2 separate regions of the Capra hircus genome follow, and region 1 is linked to region 2. Evidence: chromatin contacts called from public Hi-C data. All regions are on one chromosome and are shown on one strand. Each heading gives the region's core, a stretch centred on a gene start, on an enhancer-like site or on the middle of the called end of the contact. The rest is flanking DNA. Distances are from core to core; before and after follow the strand shown.

Evidence for each region. A called contact is a pair of places that touch in the nucleus more often than the background predicts.
Region 1: a Hi-C map of blood shows a contact between it and region 2, with 11 times the contacts expected there. The contact joins two enhancer-like sites. A contact is called at or near these places in 3 of 5 Hi-C or Micro-C datasets (all in blood).

The regions. Positions count from the first base shown.
Region 1 is chr25:35,157,418-35,164,203 of ARS1.2, reverse strand. STYXL1 (serine/threonine/tyrosine-interacting-like protein 1) reads left to right here. Exons shown (of 9, transcript XM_018040699.1): 5 at 2,149-2,294. Among named protein-coding and RNA genes, the nearest start is that of MDH2, 14 kb to the left of the region's middle. Within about 2 kb of position 2,318, at least 1 of the 5 cell types and tissues checked has an H3K27ac peak or open chromatin away from gene starts, as enhancers often do.
Region 2 is chr25:33,915,588-33,921,962 of ARS1.2, reverse strand. RHBDD2 (rhomboid domain-containing protein 2) reads right to left here. Exons shown (of 5, transcript XM_018040863.1): 5 at 5,742-6,375. The coding sequence ends at 6,344. Among named protein-coding and RNA genes, the nearest start is that of RHBDD2, 11 kb to the right of the region's middle. Within about 2 kb of position 4,687, at least 5 of the 5 cell types and tissues checked have an H3K27ac peak or open chromatin away from gene starts, as enhancers often do.

The DNA.
Region 1 (6,786 bases), core at 1,069-3,568, 1.2 Mb before region 2:
GTTCTCACCTGTCCTGAGGCTGTAGACATGACGTCAGCCAGACTGCTGTCCCAAGGAGGTGAGATGGGGCCAGGATGACATGCCTCTGAGATGGTCACTCCCGTGGGAATACCCAGGAGTCCTCCGTTCCTTACTGCACGGACCTCCGCAGATGGCTGCTTAGATGGCCTCATGACATGGCAGCTGGTTTCCCCCGAGGGAGTGGGCCGAGACAGAGGGAGAGAAGGGGACAGCCACGTGCCTATTTATGACCTGCTCTTGAGACGGAAATACTAGGTCACATTCTGTTCATTAGAAGCAAGTCACTGAGTACAGCTACCCCTACAGGCTGCTGCTGCTGCTAAGTCACTTTAGTCGTGTCCAACTCTACGACCCCATAGACGGCAGCCCACCAGGCTCCCCCGTCCCTGGGATTCTCCAGGCAAGAACACTGGAGCGGGTTGCCATTTCCTTCTCCAACCCCTACAGGAGAGGGGAATTAAACTAAAGGGAAGCATTTGAAGTGTTTGTGGGAAGAGTTTTTAAACCGCCACACGTAGTAAGTGGTGGGGCCAGGATTCAAACCCAGGCAGTCTGGCTCTGTCTGGTCTCCCACGGCTTGAATGGTGATCCTGGAGAACAGTCACTTCATCCTCGAGCTGGACCGTGGCCAGTTCCGGCCTGTTTCACTGAGGCTCCGCTGCATTCTCCATTCAGCCGCTGCTTTGGGCTGACCACGCATTGCTGCTGCTTGCCCGCTCAGTGACTGATGGGGGTGGATGAGTTCCATGGGCTGGGCGTTCATACCAGTGGCCACTGGGTGGCGGTAGGCTTCCACCTGTAATAACACCAGTTTTCTCAGGAGGCCCTTAGCCAGTAAATTGTCCCCTCTTTGCTACAGTCAAACCTGGTCTGCAATCCTAGGATTGTTGGCTGAAGCCTAAGTCTTAGGAAATGGTGGTCGGTGAAAACAATCCCCTCTACTCTCTGTGCCTGACCTCACTTTAGCACTATGGAGCCACCATCCTCACTCGGTAAAAAATCACAATCACAGAACAACAAAACCCAAAACCACACACTGATAATTTGCTTACTTAGGGAAGAGTGCATAGTCAGGGACACCTGCAGCAGCCAATGGCTCGATGGCCACAGTGTTCTTTGTTTACTGATGTGGCAAGCAACATTCTTCATCCATAGTGTATACCAGAGAGAAGTTAAACATGTGCACACAAAACCTTGTACATGGGTGTTCCTGGCAGTCTTATAATAGGCACAAAATGGAAACACCTGAAATATTCATCAACAGATCAGTGGATAAACCAAAGATGGAGAGCCACACAGAGGAATATTATTCAGCTATGAAAAAGGCTGGAGTGCTGACGCTTGCTCCAACACAGATGAAGTTTGACAACATCATGCCCAGGGAAAGCAACCAGACGCAAAACGCCACATTTATATAATTCCATTTCTAGAAAATGTCCAAAACAGGTCAAGCCATAAGAAATTAGGTTAGAGGTTGCTTAGAGCTGAATGTTTGCAGGGAAGTGAGGAACGAAACCCTCTAACTGGTACATGGTTTCTTTTGGAGGTGATTAAAATGTTCTGAAATTGACTGCAGTGATGGTTTCACAACTGTGAATACATTAAAAAACATTCATTTCTATACTTTAAATGGATGAATTGTGTGGTACATCATTTATGATATTGTATATACACAGACGTGGCTCAGCTGGTAAAGAATCCCCCTGAAATGTGGGAGACCTGGGTTCTATCCCTGGGTTGGGAGGATCCCCCGGAGAAGGGAAAGGCTCCCCACAGCAGTATGTTGGCCTGGAGAATTCCGTGAACTGTATAGTCCGTATGGCAGCAAAGAGCTGGACACGACCGAGCGACTGTCGCTTTCATAGACACGTGAGCATTTCGCTTATGCTGGGTCGTCCTTCCTTGCAACAACATGGAAATGAAAATGAAATTTTGGAGTTTACAGACAAAGATCAGCTTTCTTGGTGGCGAATTGCTTTTTAAATTTTAATTGTAGCTTTCATCTCTGTTTATATTCGCTTCAGTTTCCTCGATAGCTGTTTTCCAGAGTGGAGTGCCTGTCCACTGGGCCTCTAGGCAAACGGTGAGCACACAGGGGACAGTCACCTCTTTGGTCTCTGCTCTTAGGATTAGTGCTTGGAGCAGCTGTTGAGTGCGGCAGAACCCTGACCCACCTCACGCGCCACCCCGTCCTTATCCTGAGAGGAGGCTTCGAGCACTTCTCGGGCATGTATCACTTCTTCCGGACACAGAAGATCATCTGGATGCCTCAGGCAAGCTGTGCACTGAGCGCGGGCAGGCTCGGGCAGGAGCGGGGCCTTTCCCTGGGGGCCGAAGGGGTGGCGAGCAGGGCTGGAGAAGCAGGAGGAGGCAGATGGTGTGGAAAAGGTGGAAGAGATGTTGACGATGGCTTGGGAAGGAACTTGGGCAGCCAGGAGGTGCAGTCCAGTCCAGTGTGATGAATTTATGAGTGCCAGACGGAGGAAGGAGCCAGTGTGGTGTTTCATCGATGGGGCCAGTTTAGAGAGCAGGGATCCGTGGCGGGGGGCTTCTGGGTGATGGGTCGTGGTCAAAGCCACACAGGCAGGGCCATCCTTAGCTGTCTGGCCTCACAAACCCTGGCTGGGTCCAGAGGATACAGCGAAAGGGTGAGATAGCAGCCCCTGTCTACAAGGATTCCTTTGTCTACTGGCGGAGACAAGGGTTGTAACAAAGCGTGGCCAAGGTGTTACACAAGGTGTCAGGAGCCAAACCAGAGGATGAATAAGGTGAGCACTGGGGGGCAGTGACAGGCAGACAGGGGCGCTCCCTGGGGGAATTTTATAGCATCTGGTTTCTTGAAGAGTCAGAATGAAATGGAATGTGAACCTGCAGGGGTTTCATTCTTTCTAGCAATTACTTCAGCTGTGCTCTCACTCGCCGTGGGCAGCATCGTGGGCCGATACCATACTTTCAGACCACTCTCGGTTATCAGAAATTTCAGTTTTGTCATACTATAAAACAACTGGAGAAATGTGCCTAGGAACTGGAATTTGGTGATAGGAAGGAATTCCACCTGATGCGAAGAGCTGACTCATTGGAAAAGACCCTGATGCTGGGAAAGATTGAGGGCAGGAGGAGAAGGGGACGACAGAGGGTGAGAGGGTTGGATGGCATCACCGACTCAATGGACATGAGTCTGAACAAGCTCTGGGAGTTGGTGATGGACAGGGAGGCCTGGTGTGCTGCAGTCCATGGGGTCACAAAGAGTCGGACACGACTGAGCGACTGAACAACAAGGAATTATGGTTACAGATTTTTTGGGGTTGTGATGACATTATTACGGCTATGTTTCTGAGAACATGAGCCTCTATCTCTTAGACATACATGATGAGATATTTATAATTAAAATAACATGATGTCTAGAATTTCCTTCAAAATAATCTGGGGCGGGTCAGCAAGTTGGAGGTATATATGAAACGAAATGGGCCATTAGTTGATAATGAATGTTTGCTGAAGGGTGAGAGATCCAGGAGTTTGTTACATCATTCTCTCTACTTTTGTGTACTTTTGAAATAATTCTTTAAAAGGGAATAAAACGGTCCAGTTCAAGCTTAACGTTCTAGTCTCAACTCACGCCTTCTTCTCCCTTCCCGGAGCTGGGCAGCCTTCCATTGTCTGCAGGCTCGGGACTGGGAATGGGAGGAGTGTAGGGTAGCCTCAGGGATACCTCCTTACTTCCCCTCTTCCGGTCCTGGTCCCTTTGGTGCTGGGGGTCCGTGTGGGCCCTGTCTTGTGTGACTGGCTGCTTATCAGTGGTGGGGATGTGCCCTCTTCTCATCCTGCCCCGCCTGGTTCTGTGTGCCACAGATGATGGCCTTTGAGGCTGGTTTCCTTTCCATCTGGTACCAAGGATCCTTCAGAGAGAGCCAGCTGAGAATTCCTGACAGGAATACCTGCCAGGTCCCTTCCCTTCCATTGGCAGCTCACGACCTCCCACCCTGTCCACATTCCTTCACCTGAAGCCCAGAATGAGCCCCCGGAGGGTGTGATGGTAGGAATGAGGCTGCTCCTGGCCTTGCTGGCGCGGCTGCTCCAGCCAGCCTGTGTGAAAAGGCGAGGACCCACGCCTGCGGTCATACCTGTTCCCAAACGCAGGGTATACGTGCGGTGCTCTCCAGGTGACGTCCTCACCTTCCACTGGGCTGTGAGTCTTGGCTCAGCAGCTATACAGCCAGTCTTCCCGGGTCCCTCCAGGCGCCCCTCTTTGCCCCCAGAGGAGCATCCTTACTGGCTTTGTGGCGATGAGAGGGGCTCTTTCTTGTCTGCAAACCTCACATGCTCATAGCTCCCCTTCTGCGCATCTCGTGCTCTAGGTGCGCAGGCTTCAGCGGTTGCAGTGCACGGGCTTAGTCACTGTGTGGCCTGTGGGATCTTCCCAGACCAGGGGTCAAACCCATGTCCTCTGCGTTGGCAGGCAGGTTCTTAACCACTGGATCCCCAGGAAAGCCCCTTTATTTTTCTCGTAAAGCTTTAGGAAGGTGGAACTGGCATAGGTTAAAACAGCACATATTTACAATGTACAGTTTGGTCAGTTTTGACGTGTATACACCTGAGACTGGTCCTTGCCCCAGTCTTCTTAAGTAGTTTGGGAAGAGGGATGGGGCGGCGGCTGGTGGTATCTAGCAGGGCCTGGACAGGTGAGTTCTATGCTGCTTGTTCGAGGCCTTCATAGGATGTACTTTCCTAGACTGGCTTCTCCCTACTTTGGGACTTTTGTTACTAATTCAGGGACAAGAACGAAAGCCCCACTCCCTTCCTGTTATGTGTTTTGACACGTTGTGAAGCAGATGTGTCTCTGCTGCTCCCCAAGGAACTCCTACCAGGGGGATGGAGGCACGGAGTTTAGACTCTGAGATGGCCCCTCTACTTTAGACCGAGTGACTGCTAATTTCCTGTTTTATATGTTGTTGTCTAGTCGCTAAGTCATGTCCTACTATTTGTGAACCAGTGGACTGTAGCCGTGTCGGGGGAAGGCAGTGGGCTCAAGTTGGACATGTTAGTTTGTGATACTGGTTTCTTTTACATTTGTCAATGTGGTTGTCAAAACTGTGTCCTCTAGAATTAATAGGCAGTGGCTGTTTAGAGCAGAGCATGTTTTTATCCATGTCACACCCACTCCCCCATGGCCCTTAAAACTACTGGGAAAGGAAGCTGGTTCGAAAGCATCAGGAAGAGCCTTGACAGATTTGTGGTGAGAGTGAGTGAGATTATCCACATGAAACCAGGAGGAGTTCACTTGGCTCCAGCAAGCTGAGCGTCCTGAGGGGGTGGTCACCCTGAACCCTAGGGAGCGCTTTGGGTCACATTTGCAGGTAGTGGGTCTGCCTGCCTGCATGTGGAAGGGCCAAATGTCTCACAGACTTGGGGGTTGACTCGGAGAGGTGTCTGCTCATTGATAAAAAAGCTTTTGAGGTCAACGGTTTCAGAGGAATGTGGGCTGGTGGTGGGTTCACTGGGAGGGGCGGTGTGCTGAAGCCAGAAGGCTCTGAAAGCCTCAGGTAGACTGCACACTAGCTTGAGGTCTTGAGATGTTGTTTCTGAGTCGAACTTGGAGCCAGAGGTGGTTCAGAACTGGTTTGACCTTTAAAATTATATTGGTTAGCATTTCCTATGGAAAACTGATGAAAAAAGGGGGGTTTCTAAACAGTTTGAACATTCTTTGGCATTGCCCTGCTTTGGGATTGGAATTGGCCTTTTTGCAGTCCTGTGGCCACTGCTGAGTTTTCCAAATTTGATGCTGAAGCGAAACTCCAATACTTTGGCCAATGATGCAAAGAGCCAACTCATTGGAAAAGACCCTGATGCTGAGAAAGATTGAAGGCAAAAGGAGAAGAGGGCAGCCAAGGATGAGATGGCTAGACAGCATCACTGACCCCATGGACATGAGTCTGAGCAAACTCTGGGAGACAGTGAAGGACAGGGAAGCCTGGCATGCTACATACAGTCTGTGCGGTCGCAAAGAGTCAGACACAACTCAGCGACTGAACAGCCACCACCACCACCAGATCATAGTCTATGAACATCAGTTTATTCAATGTTAGTGGATTTCTTTTCTTTTTTTCTTTTGAGGTTATGCCTAGGTTTTATATTACTAAATATAACAAGTAAGTTTCCGGTCTATGCCAACAATAAACAAGTATCCACTGTTTTATTACCGACATCTGAACTGCAAGAGGTCACCCAGGGAACCATTAGGGGCATTTTCATTAGTCCTGGAGGCATGCTTTGAGAACAGTGTTAGACTGGTGTGCTTCTCTGGCTGTTTTCCAACTTGTTTATAAGTCTCATTAATAATTGTTTACTAATTATTTTTGTTAATAATTGTTTCTAAGCACCTGATGGGTGCTCTAATAATCTTTCCTTGGAAACACTCAAATTTTGTAATCCACCCCCCCCAGGTTTATTGAGGTATAATCGATGTATAAGATTGTGTAAGTTTAAGGCGTACAGCATGATTTGATACACATATATGTTGCAGCTTCTCTGGTGGCTCAGACGGTAAAGAATCTGTCTGACATGCAGGAGACCTGGGTTTGATCTCTGGGTCAGGGAGAGCTCCTGGAGAAGAGAATGGCTACCCACTCCAGTATTCTTGCCTAGAGAATCCCATGGACAAAGGAACCTGGAGGGCCGCCGTCCATGGGGTCCCACAGAGTCAGACAGGACTGAGCAACTAACACTTTCACTGTCACTTCATATGTTGCAAGATGATTACCACAATAA
Region 2 (6,375 bases), core at 3,438-5,937:
TTCCCATAACTGGAATAGGGCCTCACATAAAGGAGGTGTTCAGTAGATGTTCAGTGAATGAATAAACACAAGCCAGACAGTCCCCGTTTTCACAAGGTTCAAGGTGCAATAGACAGGCACCTGCCTGGAGAAGGCCACCCGCATTGGCCTTTTCCCCATCCACGGAAGCTACAGTCACGTCATGACAGGTGCCTCTATCCTTTACTGACATCCCTGAAGGAAGCAATGGCTCTTTGCATTTGACAGGTGAGGGAAGGAAGCTCAGGTGAGGCTGTGTGTTTTGCTCTCAGGTCAAACACTAGGAAAAAAGCCTGTTCATAACCCCTCTATCTTTATTACCTGAGGCTTTTCAGGTGGCTCAGAGGTAAAGAATCCGCCTGCCCATGCAGTAGACTTGGGTTCCATCTGTGGATTGGGAAGATCCCTTGGAGAAGGAATTGGCCACCCACGCCAATATTCTTGCCTGGAAAATTACATGGACAGAGGAGCATGGCTGCCCACAGTCCTTGGGACTGCAGAGTCGGATATGCCTTAGCGACTAAACAGCAGGAGCTTTATTACCTGTGTAATTCTCCCTCTCCCGTCAGTGGCCTGCCCAAGGCCTGGTAGCCAGGAGAGGCTGCTGGAGCCTTGAGGCCCCCCGCTGCCTTCTGATTAGAGCTCCTTCCTGGGGCTACTCATTCCAGCCCTCCCTTCTCTCCCCGGTGGCCTGGGGAACCGGGTGAGGGGCGAGGTCTCTACCCTCCATGATCTGGGTTCTAGCACCATGTCTTTCCAAGGCCTCAGGCCATCTCTGCCTTGTGACCTCACTGGGCCCTACGCGGGATATCCCCCGAGCCCCTGCCCACAGACCACCTCCCTCTTCCAGCTACTGTCTCCAGCAGGGAGAGTTCAAAATGTCATTTCTCTTCTACTTCCCTCCTGCTTTTCCTTCCCACCGCATGAGTACAGGATGCCATGGAACTAACCACGTTGCTGGAGGAGAGACGGGGGTGGGGGGCCCCAGGTGCAGGTAGAGGAGCCAGCTGTGGGGAGCTCCCCAGATTCTGTGTGGGGGTGGTGATGCCCTGAATGTAGCCATCTAGGGAGATGACCTTGCCTGTTTCCCAGAGCGGCTGTAACAATGCACCCCAAACTGGGTGGCTTCAAACAACAGACATGGAGACGTCCCTGGCAGTCCAGTGGTTAAGAGGTCGCTTTCCAATGTAGGGGGTACAGGTTCGATCCCTGGTCTGGAAGCTAAGATTCCACATGCCTCATGGCCAAAAAACCAAAACATAAGACAAACAAAACTGTAACAAGTTCAATAAAGACTTAAACAAACAAAAAAAACCCCAGACGTTTATTCTTTCACAGTCCTGGAGGCCGGAAGTCTGAAATCAAGGCATCCAGGGGCCCGTGCTGCCCTTGAGAGTTCTAGGGAGGAACACTTTCTCCCCTCTTTTCAGCTTCTAGTGGTTCCTAGCAGTCTTTGGCGCCCGTGGCTGGGAGACACGTCGACCCAGACTCTGCCTCCGTCATCACAGGGCCATTTTCTCCCTGTGGGGTCTCTGTGTAGCTTCATCTTTATGGGGAAGCCAGCTGTTGAGTTTAGGCCCCACCTGAATCCCATATGACCTCATCATGTCACATTCACAGGTACAAGTCAGGGCTACGGTTAGGACTTCACCGTATTTGAGGGGACCCGCAAATCCCATGGACGGAGGAGCCTGGTGGGCTGCAGTCCATGGGGTCGCTAGGAGTTGGACATGACTGAGCGACTTCACTTTCACTTTTCACTTTCATGCATTGGAGAAGGAAATGGCAACCCACTCCAGTGTTCTTGCCTGGAGAATCCCAGGGACGGGGGAGCCTGGTGGGCTGTGGGGTCACGCAGAGTCGGCTACAACTGAAGCGACTTAGCAGCAGCAGCAGCAGCAGCAGCATCAACTATAGGGTAAGGGAATTAGAGAAGGTGAAGGTCAGAGAAAGAAAGAGACGGGAACTTTACAGGAACAGATCACCTTTAATGAGGAGAGAAGGGGCAGCAGTCAGGTTAGTGGGCTGCTGAGCTAAGAGGAGAGCAGGTCTATATGGAAAACATATACACGCGGAGATGCATTGTTTTGAGGGGTCTGTTTCTCCTCAAGATTATTTTTGATTAGTTAGCTTTCAACAACTGGGGCAAGGATTTCCTGAGACTGGCTGGAGACTGGGATCGGCTGGGGGCTGAACGTAATCAATCTTAACGTCCATTCCTTTCTTCGGGGGAGAAAGTTCTTTATTCTGTATAGAATGGTGGGGAGGACCTGAAGGGGGGGTTTAACTCCAGGCTATTTTGAGCCGTGTAGCTTTCCTTCACCTACAGAACCCACAGCCCTGACCACAGAGAGTGCAGGTTGGCGTGGAAGGCCCCTAGGTAAGATTTGTGAGTTCAGAATGTCGTGTCTGTTTTTACGTGACTGAGTTGGGGGTGTGTGTGTGTGTGTCCTGTGTGTGTGTGTGTGTGTGCTTTGTGTCCCAACCGCCCCAAGCCCTGTCCAGTGTTGCCTCTGTGGGTAGCCCACCTGGTCCTTGGCTCCAGGGATGCTGTGGCCAGGCCCCTAGGAGGAGGAGTCCATCAAGGAAGTAGCCTTGGGGTGTTTAAGCAGACTCGGACAGGCCACCTTTCATGGGAGAGGAGCTCCAGGCTCAGAACGAGCAAGGTCCTGGGTGGCCTGGGACCTGGAGATGGTGTGGCGGTGCTGAGCTTTGAGCCCAGGTGGGGGACTCGCTGCCTCTGGCTGCGGGCAGTTATCCAGGCAGAGATGCTCTGAGCAGAGCCCTGAGGGCACCCTGGGATGCAGGCCCGGGGAGAGGCCCCTGCAGGTCTCAGGAGCCAACTCCATCCTTCTCCATCCCCTCATTCCTCACTTGGGGGAACCTCATCCTACAGGACTTTCCAACCCAATCCTGGGCCCTCCCCCACCCTGCCACCTGTGGGTGGGCAGACGCCTTCCGGCAGGGCAAGAGCACTGGACACTGGGTGGGAGAGCTGTGTGCACACGCTTGGCCACTCACCTGCTGTGACCCCAGGAAGTCACTTTGCCTTCTAGGCTCCATTTCTGTCTGTCCCACCCCTCAGCCAGGGCCTCAGGCTGGGCACCCATCACTTCCAGCTCTTTCCTAGCTGCACACAGCCTCTGCCCTGCCGAACTCCCTTCCCATCTCTGCTCACACTATCGCCCTGGGTCCTGCCTGGTTAACTCCCCTCCATTGCCCTCCCCCGTCCCACCCCGTCCTGCCAGGTGGGCACACCTCGCCTCTGTACCTGGCTCTTCTCCCACTCCACAGAGCACGTCTCCCACAACAGACTGGGCATACTGAAGCCTGGGCTCCTCCTTTTCTTTCTTCATGTCCCCAGAGCCGAGCACAGGCCTGGAGCTCTTGCTCCCCGCAAGTGAAGTGAAGTGAAGTCGCTCAGTAGTGTTCGACTCTTTGCGACCCCATGGACAGTAGACTACCAGGCTCCGCCATCCATGGGATTTTCCAGGCAAGAATACTGGAGTGGGCTGCCATCTCCTTCTCCAGGGCATCTTCCCAACCCAGGGATCGAACCCGGGTCTCTTGCATTGCAGACAGACGCCTTTACCGTCTGAGCCGCCAGTTGCCCACAAAGCGCTTGTTAAATGAAGGAATGAACCAGCAGGCATCTGAAAGAGCTGGGCCTCTCAGAGCTGGGCGTCCATGCCTCTCTTCCAGACCTTATCTGGAAGGTCACATTTATGCACAGAGCTGGATCCCCGGCCCCACCCCAGAGGGGGCTCCTTCAAGGACGGAAGCACACCGTCTTCCTCCTGTAGTCCCAGCACCAGCCCCAGGGAAAGATTTCAGAGGTGGCCAAGGGGCTGCTTCTCTGCTGCCCCCTGCTGACGAAGAGGGGGAACTGGAGAACGTCTGGAAGCTTCTCTGGCCATCAGTGGGTCCGTCCTAGCCTGGGGAGCGGTTTCTATCATGCGGGGGAACAATGGCCTTCCCTTTGCCTGTTGGTCTGTGTTCTTCCTGCACCTAACAATAGCGAGAGGACCTAGTTAGGGCTTTCCCCTTTCCCTCCTTTCAGGGCCACCCCGCCCCCATGGAAGGATGTGTGGTCGGTATCCGACTGACCCCCAGATCTCCAGGCTGGTCTGGGGGCCTCTTCTGATGCCTGAACAACGCCACTGAATTACAATTTTTCAATTGTCTACTCTCCCCCACTCCCAGATTGAGATCCCCAAGTGTAGGGCATCCCAGTTCATTTACTTGGTCAACAGATCTTCATTGTGTGTCAGCCCCGTGTTGGGGGTTTTCCGCCCTCACAGAGCTCACCTGTCTTGTCTTGAGGCCCAGTCCAAGGCTTGGCACACTCGCACAGAAGCGGATACACGTGGATGATTCAACAGGCAAGTGGGGGAGGGCTTTGGGATCCCCTCTACAAGTGCCCCTGCTCTGGTCCAGGCTGCCTGCTGCGCCCCAAGCAAAGCCCAGGGGAACAGGCAAAGAGCCAATTTCAGAGCAGCGGTTGCAGCAGAGGACGGGCTGCTGTCGGCTGCTCTGCCAGACCCACCCCACCTCCCAGGAAGCTGGTTAAGGAAACCAGTGGCAGAGGAGACGATGGAACAGAATGACCTCAGATGACCCTCAGAGCCCTGCTACTCAGGGTCGCGTGAGGGTCCTTGAGCCTGGCCATCCACAAGGCAGGCCGCCAGCCTCTACAGCTCTGGCTGATCCAACTGGGAGGACCAGATACGAAGGAGGTGATGGTAGCACGCTGAAAGGTAGGTGGCCTCCTCCCCTGCTTCTGGGCACAGGCCTGGGACTGGAGTCTGCAGTGGGGGGATGATGACTAGGGGACACACAGCAGCCTGCCCTCACCAGGTGACCCTATGGGAAAGGTGCGGGCGTGGTGGGATGTGCCAGGCTCTTGGGACTGCAGTCTGGACTCCTCGGCTGGTGAATCCTGTTCACAATCCTCAGGAGCCACCCTCCAGGCTTCGTTCCCCCTCCCCGGCCAGTGCAGGCCATTCATCGCCCTGACCACTGCTGCAGATCTGTGGGTGTGTCTTATCCATCTCTAAGTCCCAGGCCTCTCCAAAGAGCCAGCCTAAGGTGGCCATCCAGCTCCGGGAATACACAAAGGCCACGTGTTATGGTGTCTGTCAGGACACCCGCACCAGGAGTGTTTCCTCAACGTGAGCCCACCTGGAGTCCAGCCGACAGCTGATCAGAAGCTATGAGCTCCCCCGGGCCTGATCAGGTGCCCGTTGGCTCAGTCACCTTCCTGTCCTGCCCTGCCCTGCCTCGAGGGGTGGGCATGGGCGAGCTGATCCCTGCGGACCACAATTCCTGGGCTTACTCGCCAACAGCTTCATGGTTAATTTAGCCCACAGGATCTCCTGCTGGGAGATCAGGAGACAGGCAGAGGCCAGGGCTCTCCTCCCTAACTCTTGCTTTTCACAGCGTCGCCGCCAGTGCCCATGTCTCTCCTGTGTAAGGCCCCGCCAGGCAGCCCTTCTCACGGTGACCCAGCCTGGAGTGTGGGGACCACCACTGTGGCTCTCTGCCGTCCACCCATCTCAGGGTCGCCAAACCTTCCCATTTGCCCTTTCAGCTCTCCAGGGAGCCTCGTATCTCCTGCCCCATTTCACATCCCCGCTGGGGCATCGTCTGCCCGACTGGACCTGGCTACAGTTCTCTTTGCTGCCCTCTGTATTCCCCGATCATAAAGACACAGCATGCCAGGGGCAGGCTGGAGGCAGTTTCTTTATACAAACGTAACCAACGCGACGGACCCGTCAACATACTGCTGGGGCGCACGCAGGCCCGTCTCACCACTCCTGGGGCAGAAGTCTGGGTGGTGGGGGTGTCGCTGCAGGGGAGAAACACTGCACAGGCCTGGGGACTGGCGAGCACACCAGCAGGGAGCTCCTGAAGGGCACACATGAACACACGGACACTGGATAACCAAGAGCACTACGCACAAGGCCAGGAAGGAACAGAGCTGGGATGAGCCGCTGACAACCGATCCCCCTTCCCCGAGGTTTCTTTGGGGCGGGGAAGTGGGTGGGAGGGGCCTGGGCCTGAAGCCAAGCGCCCCAGCTGTGCCACAAGAGCCACGTGTCCTGACCAGGCGCCCTGCTTTCTGCATCTGGGAAGTGGGGACCACTGTACTTCACGAAGCTGTCATGAGGGTAAAGGAGATCAACAGGAACACATATCAAAATACTCAACACAGAGCGTGGCACATAGAGGTATCCAATAAATAACTTCGTGTCAAGAAAATCTCAGCTCACAGAGGCCCTTTTTGAGAAGGCCAGGAGGGGAGATCGCATCCCTGGAAACTTTCTCAGGGCATCAGGACCCTTGAGCACTCCTTAG